Linked DNA regions of Mus musculus: region 2 is linked to region 1. The links are chromatin contacts, called in public HiChIP or PLAC-seq maps. All regions are on one chromosome and are shown on one strand. Each heading gives the region's core, a stretch centred on a gene start, on an enhancer-like site or on the middle of the called end of the contact. The rest is flanking DNA. Distances are from core to core; before and after follow the strand shown.

What was found. HiChIP or PLAC-seq counts read pairs in DNA pulled down with a chosen protein or histone mark.
Region 2: an H3K27ac HiChIP or PLAC-seq map of trophoblast stem cells shows a contact between it and region 1, with 11 read pairs. The contact joins two enhancer-like sites. A contact is called at or near these places in 4 of 15 datasets of contacts at CTCF or cohesin (CD8 T cells, the NIH/3T3 cell line, embryonic stem cells and 1 more), 5 of 484 Hi-C or Micro-C datasets (embryonic fibroblasts, embryonic stem cells, multipotent progenitors and 2 more), 8 of 115 datasets of contacts at active chromatin or transcription factors (CD8 T cells, embryonic stem cells and trophoblast stem cells) and 1 of 9 other capture datasets (embryonic stem cells).

What each region holds. Positions count from the first base shown.
Region 1 is chr1:43,137,474-43,142,672 of GRCm38.p6, forward strand. Fhl2 (four and a half LIM domains 2) reads right to left here. Exons shown (of 6, transcript NM_010212.4): 3 at 4,225-4,399. Among named protein-coding and RNA genes, the nearest start is that of Fhl2, 24 kb to the right of the region's middle. Within about 2 kb of position 2,323, at least 32 of the 459 cell types and tissues checked have an H3K27ac peak or open chromatin away from gene starts, as enhancers often do. A contact at or near this core is called in trophoblast stem cells, where this site is marked.
Region 2 is chr1:43,284,126-43,289,755 of GRCm38.p6, forward strand. No RefSeq gene overlaps it. Among named protein-coding and RNA genes, the nearest start is that of Gm29040, 26 kb to the left of the region's middle. Within about 2 kb of position 3,321, at least 7 of the 459 cell types and tissues checked have an H3K27ac peak or open chromatin away from gene starts, as enhancers often do. A contact at or near this core is called in trophoblast stem cells, where this site is marked.

The sequences.
Region 1 (5,199 bases), core at 1,073-3,572:
GTCTAATTATCTCCTTTGGAAAAGTATTACTTCTCACCCCATATATCTTCCCCAAATACTTCCCATATGTCAGTCTGTCACCCAGAACTCTGCAGTCCCTCCTCTTTGCCAAAAGCAATGCAAGCCAGAAATAAAACAGAAAGTTAGTCACTCTCCCACAGAAGGATGGGAGCTTGAGTGTGTGGATGGAGCTCAGCAGCAGGGTGTTCACTGGCGTGTAGGAGGCCATGAACATCCACAGCACCACAAGTCAGAATCTGACTTAAAACTGTCTCCTAAGCATCGTGTTCTTCACACATCGATGGGGCCCTGCTACATAGGACGACACAGGGTTATGGTGGCCCTGGATCTTAGAGTTAGTATTCGATCCATTGAAACTACAAACTCAAAAACCCTTGACAACTCTAACTCTCTCTCTCTCTCTCTCTCTCTCTCTCTCTCTCTCTCTCTCTCTCTCGTGTGTGTGTGTACACATGCATGTGCATGTGCACACGTGTGCTCATGTGTTTGTGTGAGAGTGTGTGTGTAGGCCATGCATATGTGTAGAGCCCAGAGGCCAACTTCAGGTTTCATCCCTCAGGAATTGCATCATCTTTTTTCTCTCACTAGGACTTTAGGCTCAATCATCTGTCAAGGTTGGCTGTGATCTTCCAGATTCTGTATCACGCATCTTCATCTGTACACGAAGACACATTCACTGGCAGATGTTATAGTCAGCACTGAAGAGCCCATGTTCCTCACACAGCAGACACTTAGAAACACCCAGGGAGAACGGGTACCCTCTCCACCTCCAGCCCGTTCTTCTTTCAGGACGTAACTGCTTCTGGGACTTGTATTTTTTCTTCCCCTTGGTAAAAATGGTTATTGTATCTGAGTTGGGGCAGAAACAAACAGAAACAAAGGGTGACAGCCTCTTTCCAACAAAATCGCCATGAAGCACTCACGTGGCCCTGCCGCATGGGGGCGCACTACACATCTGTGGAAAGGAATTACTGTGGCTGCGACTGGAGCCTGATATACACTTGATTCCAATGGCCAATCAATGCTCCTCGTTTCTGTGAGCTGTGCCTTTGAGGGTGGTCACAGAACAACGTGGGACTCCCTGTGTGAGGAAGACTGCTAGCCACAGGACCACATGTGGCTAAAGCATCAATGAGTCAGTGCAGAGGGAGAGGAGGGGCATCGGTCAACATCCGCTTTGTCAGATGAGTGTGAACTCTGCAGTCGCACTTCTTTAAAGCCCTTTCTAACCTCCCATTTGTTCTGACAGGGGGATTTCACGGTTTACACACCCCTGTGAGGTGCTGAGAAACGGGCGTTTTCTGACTGAGCCATTTTCCAGCCCTAACTTCTATAGCTTTTACATGTAAAGAAATGATGGTGATGGTGATGGTGATGGTGATGATGATAAGTGATACCTCTAGTTCCTACTACTTGGAAGACTGAAGTGGTGGGATCAATTGAGCTTTCTTACTGCCCCTCCCCCATCTTGTAACTGGCTGGCCTAGAACTCAGAGATCTGCTCTGTCTCCAGCTATAGAGTGCTGAGATTAAAGGTGTGTCCCATCGCACCTGAGACCGAATAGGATTCTTAAAGAAAAATAATCCTTTTAAATGGCGTTATGTTGCTCGCATTTATCAGTGGAGTGAACTGAATTTTGTCTAGACTTCTCTTTAAAGTTTAACATATTTGATAGCTTTACTTAAAAGTTCTTTGATTAACAAACTTCAAATTCTTAAGTAGTTCCAAAACTGAGTTAAAATTATAGGTATTGTGATAATTAAATATTATTAGTGCTAAAATAGCTAATACATTAAGAAATTTCAACTAAACCGCAAGCATGGATCATTCTCTCAACATATACTTTACAACTCAGAATCTCAAGGTTAACTCATGTTTTTAAAATCTCATACACACTTTAGTAGTTACTTAATATTTCTGTGGTCCCGAGGTATGCAAACTACTGATACAGCAATTGTTATTGTGATCTACAAACATGTTACATGACATTTATGGCTGTCCTGGGACATACAAATCCTGTGGGCCACAGAGTGGATACACCTGGTGATTCTAAAGTTTCTTAATATGTCTGCTTCCCCTTGATTCTAAACCTCCCTCTGATTAAAGGATTTCAAAGAGGCTGTCTTGACACTTTAAACTATTTAGTTATCTTGCATAGAAATCTGGTTGTGCCATCCAGGCTGGCCTGGAATGCACTGTCTTCCTGCCTCAGCTTCCCAACTTCCGGGGTTCAGGACTGCATTAACATACAAATTGCCTTGTAAGCTATTTGAGTTCACGGCCTATACCCAGTTTGTCCACTAGAGGGCGCCTGATGACCTTGCTTGGACCACTGTCTGCACAGGCTCCATCAGCCTCCTCCACATGAGTGGTTCAGAGCCCATATTGCCCAAAGTTACATTTCCCCAAACTCCATCTACTCACACTTTCCTCTGTCCTCAATCAGCTTGCTGGACCCCTGCATCTAAGTGATCTGCTTACCGCTGCTTCCAACCTGCCTGGTCCTATTTGCACGCCCATGGCTGGATACTCTCTGTGGGCTTTGTGTACTTATCCGGGAGCTACACAAAGCCATCATGTCAAGCAGTAGGTACATGTGTGAGTATGACACACTGAAAGCTACCTGGCTCTGAACCTACCACCTGTGCTAGTACCGTGTTCTAAATCATACCACCCTCTAAACTGCTAGGCATCAGAATCCTAGGTCAGGTTCTCTGAGATGTTCTAACGTCCATTTTTACATCATGTGTATGATAAGACTTGCTTCTCAAATCCCATATTTACATATGTGTATTTGTGTGCATTTTTTCAGTGATGGTAATCAAACCCACACAGTGGGCATGGAGCTACAGCAGTCCTCCCTATACTTTTATTAACTCACTTGACTGGCCTCTAAGTCACAGAGATCTGCCTGCCTCTATGTCTGGCATACTGAGACTAAAGGTGTACCCCGCCATACCTGGTCTATCACTCACTTTTTTTGTTTTGTTTTGTTTTGGTTTGGTTTTTTGGTTTTTCGAGACAGGGTTTCTCTGTATAGTTCTGGCTGTCCTGGAACTCACTCTGTAGACCAGGCTGGCCTCAAACTCTGCCTCTCAAGTGCTGGGATTAAAGGCATGCACTACCACGCCCCGATATCACTCACTTTTTACAAATAAGAGATTCCTTTGTCCTATATAAAGTCAAGATGAGAGGAGAGACAGGGAGAGACAGAGAAACAGAGAGAGACATAGACAGACAGAGAGACACAGAGAGAGAGAGACAGAGAGAGACAGGGGGGGACTCATCTTCTTCAGGTAAAAAAAGAGACATAGTATCATTGCGTATAGTTCTTAACCCAGTTGTGGTTCTGTCCTTTTTTGATGTCTGTCTATCTAGGACATAACGTCATGAGGTCAGGCAGAGGGTGAAGCTAAGCAACATGCAACTCCTGGCCCATCCTGGCACACCAGAGCACAAATCATAGTTGTTGAAATAACCGAGTGTAAATTCAGCAAGCAGAGCAGATCAAGAAAGCACGTGTACTGGGAGAAGCGAGCGAGGCAGGGGAAGAGACGCATTTCCAGGGAATTGCTGGCATTCCTTTTCTGGCTAGTTCTCTCTAGCCACAAGCTGCTGTATATCTTTGGCCAACCAACCGCAGATCAAGAGTCCCCAAAGAAAATAATTATATCCACTAGAGAACGTATACAGACGTCTGTCATTACACCACACAGCATAACAGTGTTCATACACCACTTGCAGATTATTTTAAATATTTGTGGAAATGTTTTATATAAGAAGGAGGCATTCTGCATAGGGTGCTTGAGAACCTGTGGGTGTTGGTAGCTGAACCCAATTCCTGAGATATCAAAGGCTGACCGAACAGGAATTCCACTTCTCTTAATGATACACCTCACTCCTCTCCCACCCCCCACCTTTTGAGGGGTAGGGGTTGAGACAGGCCTTGGATGTCCTGGAACTTGCTCTGTAGACCAAACTCTGCCTGCTTCTGCCTACCAAGTGCTGGGATCAAAGGCGTGCGACATCCTCTCCCAGTCACACCCCTGCATCTGAGATCGATTAACATATCCTGTGTTCAGGGCCCAGCACTGAAGTATCAACACCAGTGTCTGTCTCTGGACAACTGAGAGTCCCACCCCACAGTCCATCGCTGACCTGGCTCAGTGCCACATGCGAATGATAAAGGCATGCGTTCTGACCTGGCATGATGGTTTTCTTGCATTCCTGGCACTTGGACGAGTATTCATTGGAATAGCAGTCGGTGCACAGCAGCTGTTCCTCCTTGGCAGCAAAGGGCTTGTCCACCAGCGAGCTTCCACACCGGGAGCAATGGAAGCAGCCTTCATGCCAGTGCCGATCCTTGTAGGACAAGTCCTAGAGAGGCAGACACACAAATCGTCAGAGGCGGGACAGGAGAGGTGACACTACTGTCTGACTCAGAGCACAGGGGCCTTGGTGCACTACATTGCTGGAGTGGGTGGGTAAGAGAGGGAGGGGGAGGGCGAGGAAGGACGGCAGATTTGCCTGTGGACAAGCCTGTGCTGTATTTTCTTGATTGGTGATTGATATGGGAGAGACCAACTTACTATGGGCTGGTGGTCCTGTGTGCTATTTAAAAAGCAGGCTAAGCAAGCCACGCGGAAGTGACAAGCCAGCAATCAGCTCTTCTCCTCTGCCTCTGTATCTGTTACTGCCTCCCTGTTCCTGCTCTGACCTCCTTTAGTGATGGAGTGTGGGCTGAGAGTTGTAAGCTGAAACAAGCCTCTCCTTTGGATGTCTCTTTTGGTCTTGCTGTTTTCTCACAGCATGAGAAACCCTAACTTAGACACTGAACTAGGAGGCCTTGTTTCTGAGAGGTTCACGTTCCTCTGAACCCAGTTCTCTCCATGTCAGTGGGTTGGTCCTTTGAAGAGATGGATCAGAGACATGGCTGACACACATGCTGGACTCCCGTAAGTCTAAGTATGATGAGAGTAGGCAGTGAGAGAGCAGAAACCTAAACCTGTCTTTTGAAGGTTAAATACTGAAAGTAATTTTAGAAGAAAAAAAAATTTGGTGGGGAGATCATATGTACTTCGTTGTATATTTTGATAAGTGAAATGCAATATAATCTGCTTTAATTTGAGACCACCTGTCGGTGTGTTAAGTCACTACAAACTGCTAAGCTCATGCAA
Region 2 (5,630 bases), core at 2,071-4,570, 150 kb after region 1:
ATATACACTGTGTGAAGGTGTGTCTCCGTCCTTCATCACCTGCCTAAGGCATTCTCTGATTGGCTTTATTAAAGAGCTAAGGGCTAGGACAGGGCAGGAGAAAAAGGCAGGACATTTGGGGAGAGATAGAAACTCTGGGAAAGAGTCAGGCTGGTGGGATTCAACAGCAAAGCACAGATGAGGTCAGATATATGGGGACAGAATTAGAGGTAACAGGCACCATGGCAAAGATGGATTAGTGTAAATTGGTTACTAAGTTATATGAGCTAGTTGGGAACAAACTTAAGCTGTGAGGGCCAAGCATTCATAAATAAATATAAGTCTCTCTGTGTGTCATTGTTCGGAAGCCAGGCTGTTGCAGTAAATCTCCACCCAAATATGCCCCAGCAATGAAAACACAACACAGTTAGTATGATTACATGTTGTGCACCTAGATCCGCTACCCTACCATCTTCCACAGCTTATGAGACTCCTTAGAACTTATGGTTTCTCCAGGCCATGTGCTTCTGCTCCACTTTTCTTCTTCTTCCTCCTCCTCTGCATCCTCTCCCTCTTGCATTTTCTCCCTCTCCTTCGGCTCCACCTTCCCTTTAATCTGCCCAGTTATCATCTCTCCTTTATTTTACAAATTAAGGTAGGAAGCAGGTTTACAGGAAATCACCTGAGTGCTGACTCATTCCTTGTTTGCAACCACTCACAGGAGAATGGAATTAACATCAAATATAACTAGACCCAGGGCTATGCACAACACCAGGCAGTCTAGACAGTCCAATGATAAATGTCCTCTGCTTTCTTTTCTACCCGTGTGACATTGCAGAAATTGATAGCTGTTGCTTTATTCTTGTGTATCTTCATAAACTGTGGGAAGGTAGTTGACATGATCTGTTTTATTGTACAGGGAACTCAGAAGACTCGGGGAAGGTGCATGCCCCTCCCTTCTCTGGGAACACTGTGGGCCTGCATGACTTTGTACTTGGACATAGTAGAAGAGGGAAGTTCTTCAGATCAAAACTTTCTCGAAGTCTACAGATGTCTACTTTAGAGGCTTCTATTGTGGACTCTTCCGGTGGGTGGGATGTGGATGGAGACTTAGCTTAGCCTATTCATTAAATCCAAACTTCTGAGGCTGGTTTGATATTGCTGCTTCCCAGTGTGTGTTATAAAGATGAGCTGAAAGCTTTCTAAATGGAATACGCTTGAGGCACAATTAAGTCTGCTCACCACTTTGTTGCAGGATGTCTCAGTGCCTTTTATAAGTCTCTGAGAAGGAACAGTAGATGTTTTTATCCATAAACCTCATTAATCTAAACTCACTTTTTGTGCATCATAAAAGACTCGAGTGTCCTTAAAAAGTATCTGCTTAAATCTCACAGTGGCCTAGGAGCCCCATGGCAGGATGACCTAAAAGATATGCTTGAATCTGGATTTACAAACCCAGGACCAGAATAAACCACACTTCTAACTCAAGGGCTAAGGGGCCATCACAAAACACCCTGTGTACCAGTTCTATGTCTGTCCTTGTGGGCTCTCTCTACCTTCTGATACCTCAGACACCCATTCATAACTTTCTACATATGACGCAAACACAGATATGGGGTATAACAGTTCCTCAGTGCAGGGTGTTTGAATAGGCCATAGCCACCAGCCTGGCTTCTGTGTGGAATAACGAATGAGCCCTTCACAATTTGTTTGCAGGCCACAGTAATTGTACACAGTGAAAAACATTTCAGGCAGATTTGGGCCTCAGATGAATAGTCTGGCTGCAGCACTGTGAGACTCTAAAGGCAGAAATTGGCCCTTTTATCCCATCAATAAAAATGATGAATCAAGGCTACTCTCCAGTTTCTCTTAACATGTCTAGCATCAAAATAGCTGTCTGCCAAAGCTGAAGCCCCATGGAAGGGCTGAAGTGGTGAGATAAAGGAGGGTCTTTTCAAGGGTCTGGATCTACGCTTTCCAAAGAATGAAAGGTCCAGGAAGTGAGAAGAGTCGCTGAGAGGAATATCTCCCAGATGAAACAGCAGGGCTGTTGAGAGAGGGGACTCGGTGCTAAGGCCAGCACACTAGGCAATTTCAGAATCACTTCTTAAGCCACGTGTCTAGCTTACAAAACTCACAGTCTATACATCTAACATCGTTGACTGAACCCCTCATTGAATGCATCCCCTGTTGGGGAAACTGAGACTCAGAGAGAGACAGACAGACAGACAGACAATGGAACTTACCCAAGGATGCATGCTGTATGAATAGTGTGCTGTGATTTGAATAAGAGTAGTTCCCATTGACACACATATCTGAATGCTTAGTCACCAGGAAGTGGCACTGCTTGAGAAGGATTATGGGGTGTGGCCTTGGAAGAAGTGGGTCACTGGGGGTAGGCTTTGAGGTTTCAAAAAGCCCATTCCAGACCTCTCTCTCTTCCTCTCTCTCCCGCCCTCCCTCCCTCTCTCTCTCTCTCCCTCCCTCCTTCTCTCTCCCTCCCTCCCTCTCTCTCCCTCTCTCTCTCTCTCTCTCTCTCTCTCTCTTTTCTTCCCTTCTCCCCTCCCTTCCCCCCTCCCCTCTTACCTGTGGATCAGGATGCAGCTCTCAGCTGTTGCCACAGTGCCATGTGTGCTGGCATGATAATGTGCTACTCTTTCCGGTCGAGTCAGCTGGACAAGCCGAAAGGCTTAAAAGTCACTCATGAGGCAAAAGAGTTTCAAGGAAGCTCTCCTCCTGGAGTCTAGCGTTCTCTACCCATACATTAATTTTTCATTCCTGCATTCCATTACCGCGTTAGTCTAGTGTATGGATCCACGTGCTCTCTTTCAGTATTTTCCTATTATAAGTGCTTTTTAAAATTGAACTCTGACATGGCTAAAGCCTTCCGCCAGTGTTCCAACAGTTCTAGAACGTCCTTGACCAAGATCAAGGGCTTGGAATTCAGTAAGATTGTAAAAGCTAAGTCACTCCCTTACACAGGAATTTACCATCACTAAGGAAGAAGGAAGTTTCAGACCAAAGGAGAAACCAGAATAGATACTTATAACTATAGCAGAGTTACACCCATACACACGTATTTACAATGGCCTAAGGGGAAGGTGGACTATACAAGAAACTAAAATAGGAACTATGGCAAGGGCACAAAGCCCTTGACCCTGGCTTCTAAGATTAGTGAATCTTAGGTGGAGCCCTTGTTGATCCCAGCTGTTATCAATGTATTCTATCCCAGGTGGTTCCCGTTAGACCTTTTGTGTTTGCATTCCTGTTTTATGTAAGATTCCGGCTTGTGAACAGATCTGGGGGCAAGAAGGAAGAGTGAGTTGGGATAGAGAAAGTGAAAAGAACAACCAATCGAGAAGTACCTGAGGTGACAGAAGAATAGATCAGAGCATCTAGGAGTTTCTGGTGTTCTACCCTCCATGCTGCAGAAGAGCCTTGTTCTTGAACATCACAGAGTGCAGAAAACTTTGCTATCTATATCTAATGTGGAGAAGCATGTAGAGAAATTTTTAATTCAGAGCATAGTTGTTCTGGCAAGAGATCCCATCCAAAGAACTTCTAGGTCTACATAATTCAGTTGGAATACAGACATGCCTTTAATCCCAGGGAACAGACACAAGCAGAACTCTGAGCTCAAGGCCAGCCTGGTATAGAGCAAGTTTCAGGTAAAGTAGAGCTTAGGTCTAGGCATGGTAGTATATGCCTTTAATCCCAGTACTCTAGAGACAGAGGCAAGATCTCTGAGTTCTAGTCAGTTCTTAGGAAGATCTGTTGAGTCCATGAGTTGAGAGTCAGTGCAGTGGAGATGAATTTATGGCAGTTCAATTCATGGAACTCAGAGACAGTTTTACCAGGAATGTTTTACAGAGACAGGTTAAAGAGAGAACAAGCCTTGTAAGGCCAAGAAAAGACAGGAAAAACCAGAGAATAGGAAGGATCCAGAAAATTTGAACAGATTGCTAGAATTGGTTTGAGGCTGAGCAGAACAATTCAGTCAGAAGCTGAGAGATGCCAGTTTGAATTAGTCAGCTAGGAGAGGAGTTTGAGCCAGAACAGCTGAGTTGAACTAGCCAGCCAGACTTCAGAAAGAACTAGAAAGGGTAAGCTTATTCAGCAGTAAGTCCCAGAGGCTGAAAAAATTCTAGGCATAGATCAGACTGTATAGAGGCGAGAATCTTCCAGGACTAGGTCTAGATTAGCAGAGAGAGGTAGTAAGACTCTGAGATGACAATTACATCTAGCGAGTAAAACTTACTTTTTCAGAAGCAGTGGTCCACTTTCTGTTATGTCTCCGTGGTCCAGAGAGGACACATCAGTTTACTCCTAGTTCTGAAGTTCATCTCCATCTGACCTTTCAGACCACCAAGGAAGTAGAACCCTGAGTTCTCTCTGATGATCAGGCCAGGGCTGACCATTAACACCCATCACTGACTGGCTTTGAGTTTATGAATCACATGTTCCAATTTCACCAAAGCTCTGCCCTTCTTCAGATTCTGACAGCTTTGTCTTGCCTTCTAGTTTTATCATCTCAGGGACCAAGGGTATGCTTGTGCTTGGGCATAGAACTATAGAAAAAAAATGTTCTCTCATTCTTTCTTCCTCTGAGAATGAGGAGGCTGCCATGTTTTCAATTATTGGTGTTTGTGAGCTTCCTCTCAAGCTTCTTAGAAAGACCACAGAGCAGCCTTCTTTTCTCTACTGGAAATTTTCTACCATTTTCTTTCTCTTCTTCACATGTTCACTTGGAAGTGGGGCATGTCATACAAACACTTAATCTCAGAACTCAGGAGGGAGAGGCAAGAGTATCTCTCTGGTTTGAAGGCCAGTCTAGTGTACATAGTGAAGTCCAAGACAGCCAGAATTACTACATAGAGAGATCCTGTCTTAAATAAAACAAATTTTCCTCTTGGTCTGTCTCTCTATAACTCACCTCCGCCAACCCTGGACATTCTGTGAGTTCTTTCAAATTAGAGTTTGATTTCTCCTGCCTCTCTACCCATCAGGCAGGGACATTTAGTCCTTACAAAGGACTTATGTGGGGAGTGTGTTATCCTATTTTCTATTGCTCTGACATATACCCAAGACAAACACCTTATACAGAGAAAAGGGTTAGTTGGCTCATTCTTTAGGAGGTTTTGGTCCATGCCTGTGTCTAAGCAAAGAGGGCAGGGATGGAAAGGGCCTTAAATTCCTCATAGATGGGACCTCTAGTGACCTGAAACCTGTCACTAAGCCCAACCTCCTCAAGTTTCCCTTACTTCTCAATAAAGCTATACACTGGAGGTGAAGTTGTTGAGACGTGCCTCTGAGGGCCAAAACACAGCAGAGAGATCCAGGTAGAGGCTGCACTGCTCTCTGGGGACCTGCACACCTTCATTGCCAGTAGTCTAATGTCAGCTGAAAGTCAACTGAGGGATGTCTTCCCTGCTTACAGAATTAGCTATTGAACAGGAGCCTCCTGCACACTGTCTCAGATATTCTTCTATTACTGTGATAAGACACCAGGACTGAGACAACTTATAAAAGAAAGCCTTTAATCTGGGCCTTACAGTTTCAAAGGATTAGAGTTCATGATAGCAGAGCAAAGAAACAGCTAAGAGCTTACATACCGATCTAAAAGTAGGAGGCAGAAAGAGACACTTTGAAAC